2 separate regions of the Cyprinus carpio genome follow, and region 2 is linked to region 1. A link is a contact called in public Hi-C data. All regions are on one chromosome and are shown on one strand. Each heading gives the region's core, a stretch centred on a gene start, on an enhancer-like site or on the middle of the called end of the contact. The rest is flanking DNA. Distances are from core to core; before and after follow the strand shown. Region 1 overlaps LOC109090821 (C-Jun-amino-terminal kinase-interacting protein 4-like). Region 2 holds the start of LOC109090948 (ER lumen protein-retaining receptor 2-like).

The links. A called contact is a pair of places that touch in the nucleus more often than the background predicts.
Region 2: a Hi-C map of liver shows a contact between it and region 1, with 8 times the contacts expected there. The contact joins the promoter of LOC109090948 here to the enhancer-like site in region 1. A contact is called at or near these places in 4 of 8 Hi-C or Micro-C datasets (liver and skeletal muscle).

Annotation. Positions count from the first base shown.
Region 1 is chrA12:658,149-663,392 of ASM1834038v1, forward strand. It overlaps LOC109090821 (C-Jun-amino-terminal kinase-interacting protein 4-like), which reads right to left. Exons shown (of 31, transcript XM_042767073.1): 31 at 4,940-5,244. The coding sequence ends at 5,180. It overlaps LOC122146935 (a long non-coding RNA gene), which reads left to right. Exons shown (of 2, transcript XR_006161280.1): 2 at 1,322-1,943. Among protein-coding and RNA genes, the nearest start is that of LOC122146935, 4.6 kb to the left of the region's middle. Within about 2 kb of position 3,228, at least 6 of the 8 cell types and tissues checked have an H3K27ac peak or open chromatin away from gene starts, as enhancers often do. A contact at or near this core is called in liver and skeletal muscle, where this site is marked.
Region 2 is chrA12:721,060-726,270 of ASM1834038v1, forward strand. It overlaps LOC109090948 (ER lumen protein-retaining receptor 2-like), which reads right to left and starts at 3,750. Exons shown (of 5, transcript XM_019104786.2): 1 at 3,507-3,750; 2 at 3,050-3,150; 3 at 1,034-1,192; 4 at 379-631. The coding sequence starts at 3,597.

The DNA.
Region 1 (5,244 bases), core at 1,978-4,477:
GCAGTTCACAGACTCTAGATCCACTTTCCGCTGATGGATGGATCCCTGGATCAGTTCTGATGTGTTCTGATACGTTTGGCCGATGATGTGAGCACAAGATCATTGCTTGTGTGCCGTACCATATGAAGGCGGATCTCTGACTGGACACGAGTGATGGACGGCCACAGCAAGGAAGGGTGGATGCGTCCAGCCGGTGTTATATTCCGTTTCCAGATATAACTCTCCCTCATAAAGCTCTTCCTATTACGCTCACTGGAGCGCTGCTGTCACTGACACAAATCCCAACATTTCAGCACTCTCTCCGTTCACTAGATAAATGATGAAGCCACACTATGGCAGATTTCCTTTGCAGTCTAACTGTGTCCATGAACACCCTGCAGGAGTAAAGTAAAAAACTGTCAGAAGACAGAAAAGCGTGTGTGGGTAGTTAGAAGCATGTGGGCAGTTATTACACTACATACACGAAAGTTTGGAATAATTAAAAAGTTTTTTTTTTTTCTGCTCGCCTGATTTTTTTTGATGTTTTTTAAAGTAGTATTTTTTGTTTATTAGGGAATAAAAAATAAGTGTTTTCTGTGTGAATCTCTGTTAAACTGTAATGTATTTCTGTGATGCGCAGCTGTATTTTCAGCATCATTACTCCAGTCTTCAGTGTCACATGATCTTCAGAAATCATTCTAATATGATGATTTGCTGCTCAAGTAAAAAAAAAAAAAAACTTATCAAGGATGCATTAAATTGTTCAAAAGTGACAGTAAAGATTTTTTTATAATGTGACAAAATATATACATTTCAATAAATGCTCTTCTTTTGAACTTTCTATTCATCTGTGAATCCTGAAAAATAAAATGTATCACGGTTTCCACAAAAATATTATGCAGCACAACTGTTATCAACATTGATAATAATCAGAAATGTTTCTTGAGCAGCAAATAATCATATTAGATTGATTTCTGAAGATCATGTGACACTGAAGACTGGAGTAATGATGCTGAAAATACAGCTGCGCATCACAGAAATAAATTACAGTTTAACAGAGATTCACATAGAAAACAGCTGTTTTACATTCTAATAATATTTCACAATTTTTACTGTATTTTTCATCAAATAAATGCAGCCTTGCTTAACAGAAGAGACTTTTTTCAGAAACATAAAATCATAACTTTAGTTTATGCATGGGATTTTTTTTTTTTTAGATGAATGCAGAAGGAAAAGGTGAAAATGTGTGAAAAATGTCTGAAAGGTGAAAGTAAGCATCTTCTAATGCAGACAGTATTCTCTCTCTCTCTCTCTCTCTCTCTCGCACATGTTCCTGCTGGAGTCGGGCTAATTTGGGCTCCTCTTTATTTGAGCACAAGCAGTCAGAAGTGCTGAGAGCGAGTGAACGGCCGGACCGCACAGACTTCTCCTTTGATCCAGCATGGCAGATGTGAAGAACTGACATCGCATTACCGGACACAAGAGCCGTCTGCCATCGTGTATAAAGGCCTCAGTCATCAGATGCTACAGGATGCTTCCTACCAGCAGCTAAACATCAGTCAGCGATAGAGAGGCCTGATGTTAGCCCTAGCATCATCTCTCCACCGCTGCTGACAAATACACAAAATCAGTCTCTGAACAACGCATGCCATCCAAAGTAGAATCCGCTGCTGTCTGCAATATCCTGATAAGAGATTTGATAGCATAAATATTTATAAAGAGTCAAAGGAAATGAAAACGAATTCGCATTCAGCTTTGTTATCATATGACGTGCTGTTCTAAAACTGCATCGTGTGAATACATTTCATTCCCTGCACTAGAGAAACTGTAGATTGACATTTTTTATAATTGGATGGTTAACATGAAATATGAAAACAGTTCATAAAAAGCTGTCATGTTCTATGATGTGACATGCTATACTCTAATCTTGAACATTTCTTCCATATACTAAATAATAATAATAATAACATGAATAATTTAAAAGTATATATATTCAGAGGCATCATAAAAAAGCATGCACAGTAACAACAACAACAACAATAATAATATATTAATAATTTACAAGTCTAAATATACAATAGCATCATAAAAGATTCATGCAAAATAATAATAATAATAATAAATAATTTACAAGGTTAAATGTTTAGTGATGGTATTATTAGTAGGGGCATGCACAATGATGATAATAATAATAATAATAATAATAATAATATGCATGCACCTTTACAACAAAATAGAATAGAGCAACTCCATGGAATATTTTTACTTGTAAAAATGTAGTTGTCATTACAGAATCATTCAAAACTAGTGAAGGCAAAATAGTGATTAAACCTGATGACAAATGTAAATGCCATTTTCTTATTCAGTCATATAATTACTTTTTTTCCCCAAAATATAGATTTTTAATGGTTTTTAATAAAAAGTCCATGAACGCATTGCATGATATATGCATTTTTTTTTTTTAGAGAAACCTACTTTTTACACAATGGGAATCCAACAGATCTCTGCAAGACAGAAATAAAAGTGACCGCCTTCGTTCTCCATAAGACTAATTACTTTCAGTCTCTGATGGCCAATTACAGTCAGCTTTGGTTTATACATTATACACCAGTGGGGAGTGTTTACAGACAGGCATGCACCGCCAGGATGCTGCATTGTGTAACATCTAAATCCCAATAATGCAAATATCACCAGGCTCCTTCACAGCGGCAGAAACGCTCCAAATGATGAAAACTCAATCCAATATAAATCTGCCAAAGCTCTAAGACTCAAATCTGGGGGCTTATTTGTTTTGGCGCAAGGGAATGAATTGAAATTGCTGGATTTGATAGATGTGTGACTTTATAAAGAGAACGACACAGTCACTCCATGTATAACTGTCCTAATATAGAAAGTCTTCACACCTCACGGGAGCGTCCAGGAGCCCCAGGCATCCTCACTGCGTCGGGCAATTACGCTCCCTAAACCCTGGAAACCTCCCTGGATACACCAGCTGGATGGGTTACATAAGCAGCATGAATGTTTGATGAGCTCCACACGTGTCACCTGACCAGAAGAGCTCCTCACTGTGTGGGCTGCAGTGATTTCTGCTGGGGAGACAGACATGAGAGAGACTCAGTGCATGTGAGGCATCTCAGAAGTGCTCAAGGTTCAGATCAGAGCTCCCCTCATGGTTACTGAATGTCTGTGTGCTGATTCAGAAGTTCAGTAATGTGTTGTGTCAGAACATGTGCTGCATGCACCAGCGGCAGCCAATCACAGGAGGGGGAGGATACTGCGTGCACCAGCGGCAGCCAATCACAGGAGGGGGAGGATACTGCATGCACCAGCGGCAGCCAATCACAGGAGGGGGAGGAGCAGCTCCTTCACTGAATGTCTCTTCTATGGCAGGAATGAAGTGGCATGCTGCTGCTCTCCTGTGGCCAGATCTACAACATCAGATATATGCATACTAAAATGTATTTAGACATTTTAGGCAAGAAACCATTTACTTCCATAACATGTCTTCTTTCAGACTAGTGGAAATGAAAACCTCCGAAAGTGTTCTCTCTTTGCATCCGTAGAATACACATCTTTCAGAAATCTCCTATAGTTTTACTCCTGTCTATATTCTTGTCTAAGTGTTTTTGAGGGGTTTGTTCATATATCACTGGTTTATATAACAGTTTATTACAAAACAAATGGTGAGAATGTATTTATGATGTGATAAAAATCAATTCTCTAAAAATCTTTTAATATGTCAATAAACTGATGTTCAGATTTCTTTTCTGGAAATATATGCAAATTAGTGCATGTTTAATTAGATAATGCATCATTTGCATATTTAAAATATTTTATGGCTTTATTTTATGGTGTCCGTTACATGTATTCACTACAGTGATGACAATAAATTAAGCATAATTACATGCAATCTATCCTAAATCAAACCCTCATCCTAATGGTTATGAATCAGTTTCGGATGAATCAGTTGAGTGAATGATTCAAATGGTTCGTTCGTTCGTTCAAAAACAAACTGTTAAAGCAAAGCAAAACATCCTCAAATAAATCTTAGTTTACATTAAACAGTCTGTTCATTGCAAATCATTTAATGTAGAGATCTACTTTAGAACGTCTGCTTGGCTTTATTAACAATTAGTTTGTTTTTTGGTTGCTTCCCAGAAAGAGACCAACTTCATGTACATTTTATCATTAAAAGAGTGCATTTGAAAATAGTCTTGTAAAATTGCTTGTGATAATAACAACAGCAAAAACACAACATGTTCCCCAAAAACTGAGTTTAATAGATTAATAAAAAGTATAAGGCTAAGATGATTCAGGAGGAGATGAAGATACTGAAGAGATGACAGTCTAACAGAGGATACTGGGTGATGTCCACGCCATTCTTACAGACAGGAAGTGCACAAACCTGGAGGATTATGGGACGGTGCACTCCTCCGGTCCACAAAATGCTGGCATAACACACTCATCTAAACACAACACACACACACACTCACTCACTGTCCTTTAAAAATAGTGCATAGTGATTTTTTTTTTACATTTCTGTAGTCCGTTATTTTGATCCACAATCAATCAATCAATCAATCAATCAATCAATCAATCAATCAATCAGATTTACATCATCAAAAACTCAAATCCAAGCAGTCTACATTTCATATACATATCTGTATTTCATATATATTTATATTCAATGTACAAAGTTACATTCCGAACAGCAAAGGCTCGCTCATAGAAATAAATACCGCTAAGGAAGTTGTCTCTGCAGCTCGGCGTGAAAGCGTCACACACTAGAGTCTAAAAGACGTGTACAAAAGAGTCATAAAAATATGCGTTTGTCTCGACGCGCTATTTCCTGCGAAACCTGCTCTAGTGTTAAAAAAGAGGCGAAAGAGCAAAACGTGACGTGGATCTGCGTGACACAAAGTGATCCATCAGTGAAGATATGAAATTATTTCCTCTGTCCTTTGGTAACCGTGCGACATTCATATGAAAAAAGTGGATGATTTATCTGGAAGGATTGAAAGAGCGCTTATCAGTGAAAACATCCCACAAACAAACACAAAAGCTCTTCTAGTTAAGTGCTTTCACCCAAAAATACAGAATCGCCCTTTATTTGCCATCTGTTCTGCTAAAGGAAGCACTTGCCGAAGATGACGGGCAAAAGCAGAGTTCATAAGAGCACGACTGCTGGAGGTCCGAAGCGTCACTCGTCTCCGGTCATGACCTGCCACACGATGAGGTGGCTGCGCTCAGCTTTGGCCAGGAGGG
Region 2 (5,211 bases), core at 2,500-4,999, 63 kb after region 1:
ATGTATAATTAATATAAAATACCTTTATTTCACTTGCACTGATATACATAGCCAGTTGTTTTCTTTTATTTGCCCCTTTTGAGTAGAAACTTTTTCTTCTTGGTGTATAAATGTGTTTAAATTCTACATATTTTTCATAACCATCTCTTAATCTTTGGCAAAATAGAGAAGAGACTCGTGTTAACTCACTATTTTTGAAACAAGCATGGGCATTCCAGTCATTTGTTAACTCAAGCACCAGATTAATCGAGTACTTGAGTACCTGGAGTGAGTATGTTTTCAGTATTGACTGAACCCCAAACCAGTTCCCACTAGAGCAAGCACATACTGAGTACGAGTGAAGACCACATCTGAGGGTTTCTTGACCACAACACTCACCTTTTGTTACGTAGAGATAAAAGAAATCACAGTACAGGATTGTCTGGACGACGCCGGCCACGATGGCGATCATGTCGAAGAAGCCTTCGAAGTAGAAGCGCCAGATCCAGTTGATGAGATACAGGGCTCGATAGAGGCCGAGGAAGAACAGGTAGTGCGTGGTGATGGTCTCGGCTTCTCCGGTCTTGCTGATCATGAACAGCTGCGGGAGGATGGACACGGACTCCAGGTAGATGGAGAACGTCCACATGATCTAGAGTGACCCAGAGATGATGAGAACACAAACAGACTGAGAGTGTTTTCAACCAGAGTTCCGCTCCTTGATTCTGATTGGCTTTGATTCTTTTTGGGTTGTTATAGTTTGATGTTGTTTGTATTAATCTACTTTGTTTAATTCTGTTTTTTTTTCTTCTGTGTGTTTGTTGCAACCACAACTGTTTCTGAGGAACTACATTGTTTGGTGGAAGAATGCTGTTTTTATTAATATCATACACTTTATTTGCTCTGTTTTATTTTGTGAAACCTTACTATGCTTATGGAATAACCATTTTATGAAAGCAATAGGCCTCGTGTGTTTACAGTGAATTTATTATAAATTCACATCTTCTCAGGGCTGATTGCTTTAATGAATGCATGTATGGATTTGCTGTCTAACCTCCAGAAGAGAGAAGTCATGGTTGACGAGGAAGGCCAGACCGCCGACTGGAACCACCAGGAACTCCACCCTGAACGTGTCGTGGTTGCCATCATACGTGGCCTTGAACTTGACGTATATCAGGTAAACCGTGGCATACGCACATGCGATATAGATGACCTGCACGGAAACATGACACAAAAAAGTCCCTTTGAGTTTTGTGTACTTCGTCTGAATGATACAAAAGTTGGTGACTTTTATATGAACACACTCAAAAATCACGGGAACTAAAAAGTAAAAAATGACCATCACAGGAAATATCTAAACATAAAACATATCTTTTTGAGCTTCCATTCCAAAAATTCACTAAATTCTAACCGTTTGTTGAGGTTAAACTCATTATGAAATATATCTGTGTCCCTGCAGCACAGAAGCAGTCATCAGTAGCACAGGTATATTTGTAACAATAGACAACAATACATTGTATGAGTCACAATATTTCTCTTTTATGACAAAAATCATTAGGATATTAAGTAAAGATCATGTTCCACGAAGATATTTTGTAAGTTTCTTACCGTAAATATATCAAAACTTAATTTTTGATTAGTAATATGCATTGCTAAGAACTTCATTTGAACAACTTTAAAGATGATTTTCTCAATATTTAGATTTTTTTGCTCCCTCAGATTTTCAAATAGTTGTATCTCAGACAAATATTGTCCTCCTAACAAACCATACATCAATTCGGAGATTATTTATTCAAGCTTTCAGATGATGCATGAATCTCTGTTTCATAAAACTGACCCTCATGACTGGTTTTGTGCTCCAGGGTCACAGATGTTCTTCTCTAGTTCATGTTAGTCACAATTATCGGCCCCCAGTTATTGCATCATCAGGTCGGGGAACTGGGACGGACAGTTTCTGTATTGATTTTGATGTTTGTTTTGATCACTGTCCTGATGGAAGATCCCACCACAGGCGATTATAAGAAGAGGAGGATACACACACGTCCTCTTCCAGGCAGATTTGTAATATCTTAATTATTGCCCTGATGGAGGAAACGGGGATTTTCAATGCTTTAGCTCTTTTCTTACAGACACTTTCTATGTTGTGAAGCTCAGGAATCTTGTTCTGCACATCAGAAGAACTATACTCTTTGGTTTTACTCCTTGTGATGGATGATTAATGACATTTGGCCTTTGTTTCCCTCATATTAATAATCCTGTGGAACAGGAAGTCATGGCTGGACAATGCTCTTAGTCACCCCGGTGTACTAAAATAAAATTGTAAATATGAATTGGATATACACTTTAGAGATCTTTTACTCATAAGAATTTCTAGGGGTGCCAATAATTGTGGCCAACATGCATTGGAGAAAAACATTTATTTCATAATGTGAGTTCCCCCCACTTTCAATTATTTTTCTTCAACGATAGGTTACAATTTTATGAATTTTTTGAACCAAAGATTAAAAAGATAAACAATGCAGATTTATTTTCACTGCTACCTTTGCTCATATTTACCACAGGTGCCAATATTAGTAGAGGGCATATATTTATATTTACAAATCCAATGTATGGTGTGTGTGTGTGTGTGTGTGTCTGTGTGTGTATGCAACACCATGCATTGGATTTGTAAAAATTTCACTTTTAACAAACACTGTTAATAGGAAACATTATGCATTGATTATAATATTTGTATTATTTTAATTATTTTATCTAAAAACTGTGCATATTTTAGAGATGAATATTGTCTGACACCATGACAACCCGTCTAAAATACAAAACATTAAAGAATATGTTATAGAATCAGAATACAGAACATTCTTTTAAATTAAAATCAGATTACACTCATTGTTTCCTCTGTGTTTGTGTTTTTTCAGGCCGGTGGAGTTCATGCACATCTGTATTCTAGAGTAAACAAACTCTGGTGGTCTTTTAACTGATCAGTGGTCTGTTATTTTGCCTCGATGACAGGTCTGGTGAAAACAAGGCATGTATATGTGCATGCTTTGAGCTTTAATCAGCGCCGCTTCACCTTCATGGTGCTGTTGTACAAGGAAATGAAGGAAGTGAGAAGGTCCAGATAGCGGCTGGTGAACACCAAGGCGAAGAGAATCTGACTCTTCCCAGAGATTCCTGAAGAACAGACAGAAACAACAACATGCATTTCAACACAGTTCTGTCTCTGAAGCTTTCAGTTCGCTTTAAACACATCAAGAACGCCCAGCAGAGCATGCACAAGAGTGTAAAACAAATAATGTTGTGATGAGATCCTGCTGCCACGTCAGAGATCAGAGTTATCTACAGTCTACATGGAGCTAAACAGGCTTCCCAGCATTCTTTGAGTTCAGCTCACATAACAACCGTGCATTCACACATTACACTCACACGAGGCCTAGTGCATGAGTTTACAACGCGCGCACACACACTCTCACCAGGTGTGAAGTTCGCACACTCAAAAACAGCCCTAGATAGTGCGCGTGGTGACTCACCCGCACACGACCTGGTCTTCCAGATCTTCAGCAGGAGGATGATGATGGCTGCTAAGTGGGACAGGTCCCCCGTCAGTCTGAAGATGTTCATGTTTCTTGGGCTCCGGTGCAGGGTCTGCGGCGCGTGCGAGTGCTGGTCTTCCGCCCCCCGCGCAGTACACACGGCTGTTCCCGACTGAAAGATGGCGAGAGCAGCGCGACGTGGCCACGGTGATGAAGCTCGCGGCGCGTCACTGGGAGGCGAACACCGCTGCACAAAACATGCATTACTGCAAACGAGGTGTTTTCCTCTAGGGGGCGCGCGGAGGCCCCGACTCTTTCGGGCTTGGTTTACATATAAGTACCAAATATAAATATATACTAAAAATATAAGTAATAAAATATAGATAATTGCACGATTGCAAGCATTTGAATGCTAAATACGAATCCGCGTAATAAAAGTATATGAAGTAAAAGCATGAGCCAGTAATCGCGGACGGCTCTGATTGGTCCGCTCTGAACAACGCGGAGAAAAGTAACAAGAGACACGTGGCGACACGAGAGTTTTTCTCCAAAGCCCCGCCTATTTCGACTTTTCTGTCGTGCCGATTTCTTTTCCTCTGTTTCTGTGAAGCTGTGTGTTCGTTTAGAAGCCAGCTCTTATTCAAACACTCTTACAGAAACACCGCATATGTGTTCAGATCACACGTGAAACGTGCTTTTGGAACATTTTCATGCTGTAAATCTTATTAAAGAAATTAAATGAAATTAAAAATACCGAAAACTATAGTTTAACCTGAATAAAGCGAAATCAAATACACTTCTAACAATTAACTTATTGATCATAAATGCATTTTTAAATAAGGTACCAATAAAAACATATTTTCTTTCTCCAGTGCATAGATGTATTATTACAAACAAAATTAATTGTTAATCTTAAGTATTAATATTAATTATTAATAGTGAGTTCATTAATATTATGTATTATCTATAAACTATAAATGTTTTTTTATTTTTTAAAAAATCTGTAAAAATAAATTGTTAAACTAAATAACTAAATTTAATGCACTTTTTAAAAATGAACTTGACTATAAAGAAATCTATATTTATTATTTGCAATTGTCACTCCATTGCTTTGCCAGAAATGTGCTTCTCATTTCCATCAGAAAGCGTTTATTTATTTTTAAACTCAATTGTTTTTATAAATGTGTTTTAAAGGGAAAGTTTATCAAGCCAAAAGCACATGAAATACTGGCTTATTTAGCATTGCATTGCTCTAAAAACACTATTTGAAAGGTTCAAGCTTTTGTAATATATATCTTTTTTAAAATGCATGTGAAGGGCTTTATCTCAGCTAGCTTTGTGTTGCATTTTAATGAGTTATTTTGTCTTATTAACTTACTTAAATAATCATTTAGGCGATAAACTAAACGTTCTGCTTACCTCATCATCACGTGTACTCGCAATATTACATCACAAATAGAAGCTGAACACAAATATTGGGAACTAAAGTAGATTTATTGCACTGTAAACACATAATCAATGTCAGGAGAACATTTAAAAAAAAAAATTCTACAAACAGAACGTCACACCAAACCTGAGACACTTTGTGTTGAGCACTCAACAATAAACAACATTTTAGGTCATAATAATATTGTAAATTCATCGTGAAAAAATGTCTTACATTGGTCCTTAAGAAATTCAGACATTCATTTTAAGGAGGCAC